Regions from separate parts of the Mus musculus genome. Here region 1 is linked to region 2. The links are chromatin contacts, called in public HiChIP or PLAC-seq maps. All regions are on one chromosome and are shown on one strand. The core of a region is the stretch at or near the end of the contact, and the rest is flanking DNA. Distances in the headings are between cores, read along the strand shown. Region 1 has its middle 19 kb from the start of Gm41046. Region 2 has its middle 57 kb from the start of Gm41044.

What was found. HiChIP or PLAC-seq counts read pairs in DNA pulled down with a chosen protein or histone mark.
Region 1: an H3K27ac HiChIP or PLAC-seq map of DN3 thymocytes shows a contact between it and region 2, with 8 times the contacts expected there. The contact joins two enhancer-like sites. A contact is called at or near these places in 1 of 484 Hi-C or Micro-C datasets (cardiomyocytes) and 4 of 115 datasets of contacts at active chromatin or transcription factors (DN3 thymocytes, fibro-adipogenic progenitors, heart atrium and 1 more).

Annotation. Positions count from the first base shown.
Region 1 is chr13:102,646,383-102,649,082 of GRCm38.p6, forward strand. No RefSeq gene overlaps it. Among named protein-coding and RNA genes, the nearest start is that of Gm41046, 19 kb to the right of the region's middle. Within about 2 kb of position 1,344, at least 54 of the 459 cell types and tissues checked have an H3K27ac peak or open chromatin away from gene starts, as enhancers often do. A contact at or near this core is called in DN3 thymocytes, where this site is marked.
Region 2 is chr13:102,069,745-102,072,444 of GRCm38.p6, forward strand. No RefSeq gene overlaps it. Among named protein-coding and RNA genes, the nearest start is that of Gm41044, 57 kb to the left of the region's middle. Within about 2 kb of position 1,302, at least 43 of the 459 cell types and tissues checked have an H3K27ac peak or open chromatin away from gene starts, as enhancers often do. A contact at or near this core is called in DN3 thymocytes, where this site is marked.

The DNA of each region.
Region 1 (2,700 bases), core at 94-2,593, 580 kb after region 2:
TGGATGGGCCACAGGAAGTCCCAAGTGGGCCACGGAAATTGACAAACCCCCATGTGTCATCCCACAAGTGAAGGTTCTGGAAGTTTTCCAAGTCTGCCAGTGATCCCAGCTGACCTTTCTCAGTCTGGCAGACTCGGGGCCAGACTGTGGAGAAAATGACTGAGAAGCAAATTCCTGCTGCTTCCTGGTGAGCCCGCTTCACTTTCCAGTAAGTCCCCAGTGGTATAATTGTTCCTTTATCTGCACAGGAAGAGAATTGTCGATTCCTTCTGGAAACTAGAGAGGGCCTGCCCACTCTCCTGGATGCTGGCTCAGAGTCTGTGCATAGGCAGACCTGGAAGGAAGCCCGGTCCTGCGGGGACCACCATGTCATAGTAGCTCTCAGCATCAGGCTGGATGGGGACTTTAATTCTCTAAGATTCAAAGGCCTCGTTGATGATCACCAAGCAGAACTTGCTGTATGTTACTATGAAACTTGGACCAACAAAGGGTGACCCACTGGCCAAAGCCAGGCCCTCTCCTGTGTTTATGACCGCGTCTTTTCAGAAGCATATCCCCGCTCGTTCACATTAGTCCCCTGTACACCAACTCCCCTCCATGGCAGAGGTGAGGAGCTGCACCAGAGCTCCCATGTCTGCCCAGCCCGGATTGCTCACTGCCTGGGCCTTCACATGAGAAAAGCTCACTGACTCCAGTTCAGCAGAAAGGCCGTTCTGGTAAGGCAGTGTAGTATCTGGAAAGACCCTGAGAAGGGACTCAAAGGCCTGAACTCAGGCTCTGCCTCTATCAGAAACCAGCAGGTGAATGACTGAATACCTTTCCAGGGGCACGGGATGTAAAAAAAAAAAAAAAAAAAAAAAAAAAATGTGATCTCCATCTCCAGTGCCAAACTGGTTACCCAATACTTTTTGTTTCCAAAAGCTTTTTTTCCTATTTGTGACCCAAGGACTATGATATTTGAGGTTATTACATTGGTATTGACACCTTGTAAAAAATAAATAAATATGGGAATACAGAGATAGAGAGTTCCTTGGTTTAAAGCACTATCTGCTCTTTGAGAAAACCCAAGTTTGGTTTCTAGCATCCATCGAAGTAGAGTACCCTACAACCATCTATAACTCCAGCCTCAGGGGGGTCTGACACCCTTGCTGGCCTCCACATGTACATGTGTGTGCAGACACACACACATAGACACATAAATTTAAAAAAAAAAAAACATTTTAAAGAAAGACTAGAAACACTCATTTAGGTCCCCACACAGATGCATCCCAAAGTACTCAGAGCCCACTGATACACCCACACTTCCTGCATTGCCCCTCTACAGAAGAGACATGTGTCTTCTGGGGCCTCACCATCTGTGGAGCAATGATCAAAACATTACTATTCAGTTACTCTCTAAGCACAGCTGTAGAATCACGGAGACGTGTTTTTACAAAACCAAGCAATTGTCTGAGTCTGTCTCCCAACCGAAGAACGGGGAAAGTCTAATTCACAGAACAATTCCTACTTTATAGAGCCTTTATATACAACATGCGGGGTACACTCCTGTTTACTTGTTTTTCATGCCATCTTTATTTAGTGTGTACTTTATAAGACTTGCAAATAGTTTCCAAACATCTCCGAATTTAAGAGGAAAAATGCAACTGAGTGAAGCTGATTTAAATTAGCTTAGTCTGGGTTCTTCCCAGAAGCAGAGCCCAGATGAGAGAAGATGCCTTATTTTTGGAATTGATTTGAGGAAACAAGTAGAGAAACAGACAAATTAAAATAGGGCCAATCATAGGGTCTTCAACTAGGTTGGTTACTGGATATGGACAACCAAGGATCCTTCCTCCTGGGCTACTGTGAGCTTCTTTGTGGAATGGCTTCTGGTATACCTTCCTGAAGGATGTAGGTCAGACATAATGATACACTTACTCCCATTATTGCCCTATGTGGCTCTAATCTGCTCACATTTCCAGTGTGAACACGAGGCAGAAGTCAGATCTGCCACAGCCTGAAACTCCATATCAGCAACCAAAGATTGTATGATACACCGGCCGGAGGGAGCCCATGCATCACAACTGCATAGAGCATTCATAGCCAAGACCACAGTCAAACAGCAGGCTGGGAGAACATAAAGAAGGACACAAAAACACCCCACCCAGCATGTGAAGTCTAAACCCTACTATGTCATATTCCCCAATCACCAGCACTTAGGGTAGTATGGCTGCAGTAGTCCTTTACTATCAGGGATGCCTCTGACATTATAATAAATTCCCTTTGTTTGCTGGCTTATGCAGAAGACATCAGATTAACACTTTTGATGAAAAGGAGAACTCGAATTCTCTCCCATTGAATAGAGAGCAATGAATGGAGGAGAGTGTAAGAGATGTCTCCAGGGGCTTGGAGAGATGACTCAGTGGTTAAGAGCACTGACTGTTCTTCCAAAGGCCCTGAGTTCAAATCCCAGCAACCATGGTGGTTCACAACCATCTGTAATGGGGTCTGTAATGGGATCCGATGCCCTCCTCTGGTGTGTTTCAAGAGAACAACACTGTACTCACATACACAAAATCTTTAAGAGAGAGAGAGATCTTCAAAAATTGAGCAGTATCATAGAATTGTTTCAATAGACCAATGTGCTCCTAATTCAAGGAAGTACCAAGAAGGAAAAGTCACCCTTGAGCAATGATCAAAGCGCATGTAAAAAATAAAATA
Region 2 (2,700 bases), core at 52-2,551:
GTCAGGTTGCTATGGCAAATTAACCATTACAGACGGGAGCAAGCTTCCCTTTGTTTTCAATGTACATAACTCTATTTTATTAGTTCAACAAGGGCCTGAAACTGTATCAAGATGTTGTAAGGGATACAATGAAGGGAAAATAATCTGTGTTTTAATACTCTCTTGATTCCCTTATGGCTTTTATTTCTGACAAGAGTGGAAAATGCATCACATTGTACCAGACAGGCAACTGTCTGGTGATTGTTGCCACCACCATCTTGTGCATTTGGAATGGACATTTTATGCTGATCTCTGGCTGGGCTGAAATGAATGAATGCCAAGGATAATGTTGGACTCCTGATGCTTTTGCCTCTGTCTCCTAAGTACTCACAGCACCAGGATGAACCACACCCCATCTGGTTTATTTGGTGCTGGGAATCAAACCCCAAGATTTCCTGCATGCAATGCTGTGCCAACTGAGCTACATCTACAGCCCAGGGAGGCCCTGTGCTCTCTACAGCTTACAGAAAATGGTCACAATCTACTGCTCACAAATATCCGAGGCAACAGCAACAGAATTGTATTTTTCTTTTATATTTATTTATTTAGTTAGTTAGTTTTTTTGAGACAGGGTTTCTCTGTGTAGCCCTGACTTTCCTAGAACTCACTCTGTAGACCAGGCTGGCCTCAAACTCAGAAATCCCCCTGCCCCTGCCTCCCGAGTGCTGGGATTAAAGGCGTGTGCCACCATGTTTGGCGTATTTTTCTTTTATTTTGAGATAATATATATCATGTATCTACTGCATAGAAGATCTGACAAACAAAAAGTCTAAAATAAGAGCAGAATTAATTATTCTAGGACACAAAATAATAGTTTACTTACTTCTCCCACCAAACAGCCTTAAAACCAGTGGGCAATTTTGTAAGAAAGCCTTTTCCATTTATAAGTATGGGCACTAGGGAGCCAGCCAGACGACAGAGGAACCCTTGGAAATGGATTACATATGGTGCTGTGAAGCTCCAAAGCTAAAAAACACCGTGTCTGACATTTCTTCCAAGAACCAGCAGGCAAGAAAACCCACTGCAGGGTTTTGAGACTGGCAGGCTTGTGACAAAGCCCAGCTTTACCTCATGTGCCAGCTGACAATCTCAGGGACTCCAGGCAACTGACAAACTGTAGGAGGGAACGTGAAAACAGAGGTTAGAAGCTGATGTGCCTCTTCCTGTGTGGTTTAGGGAACCCAGGGCTTCCAGAGGCCCAATAAAGGGTGGGCCTGTTCACATCTGCAGGCACTATTGACAGTGGGTGAATCCCCATGTCAGGGAGGCAGCAAGGAGGACTAGGCTTACCACAGTCACCGACCACACAGGAGAGAGCAGCTGGAGCCAACACTACTTCAGTCTTCATAAATGTCCTGAGGAACTTTGTAATATCTTAGGCTCAACAAACTCCAAAACACATGTCACCAAGGAACATTGTTTTCACCTTTATTTTAACCCCCTGAGTATATTTAAGACAATGGAATCCATATGTGCCTGCTTCATTTATGCGTAATTCATTAAAGTGATGTTTAGTGCGAGTCATTGCATGCTCACAGAATCTTCTGTTCCTGTTTTATGAAAATTTGGGAGCATTTGCATCCAGAATCAGGGAGCCAGCTAAACCAGACTGAGCAGGACTCAGCTTGGCTTGAAATTTAAAACTCAGAAAGCTCTGCTGGATATCATTTGTGGCTAAATATCTTCTCTCACATCCCAGATCCACAGCCAACAAGGCTGCTGTACCAAGGCCTGCCCCAGAAGAAGGATAAAGGGAATTGTCAGAACACTTAATTGAAACAACATTTTTTTAAGTATGTTTCAAACACATGAAGTGCCCAATGAGAGGAAAAATCATTACCAAGTGAGTTTCTCCTAACTTTTCAATGGTGGCATGAAATAGCAACTAAAGATTGACTTGAATTAAAGTGTGTGTCAGGGGGTGGGGCTTGGAAACAAATTGTGATTGATTATGATGAGAAACCCTTTTCATTATATATCTAGGCTGACACATTAGTTTTCCTTAAAATAATAGATAAAAAAGTGCTTTTTGGAATCTATATAAGCAGTAAAAACTATGGGTATTATCATCATTATTATTGTCAAGCTGAAACAATTACACCATTTTAAAAAGATGTATGCTGTGCATTGAGCTGAATAAGAGGGGAGCAGGATCCTGTTTAAGACTCAGCACATGCTGAAGAGTGGTATCTTCCCTCCAAGTACTGTCCTAAGGGCAAAAGGGACAGTGTTCTGGAGGATGGACATGGTCTCTGCTTCCATGGGGAAGACATGGTCTCTCCAGGGGAGTCAGACAATTGCATAAGGCATAGTTAGAGTACACTCACAAACGAAAAAAAGAGCTTAGAGCACAGTGGCTTAGAACTGGAAGTTGGTTAAAGAAAGGAGCTAGATCTTGAGGAAAGGGTATGACCTTGTCATCCTGTTAAAGCTGTGGCTGACTCAGTTTCCCCAGAACACACATTTTATTTTGATGTTCTACATTCTTGCTTTTCCAGATGTTTATATGTTTTCTTTCACACTCATTCCAGATGTAGGTCTTACATCACTGCATCCACTCAACCAAAGGAGCTCTAACTGTGTCCATCTCTGGTATTCACATCCCCTGGAATTTGCTGACCATTTCTGTGAGAGCACACACTGCTTAGTCCCCCATTGTAG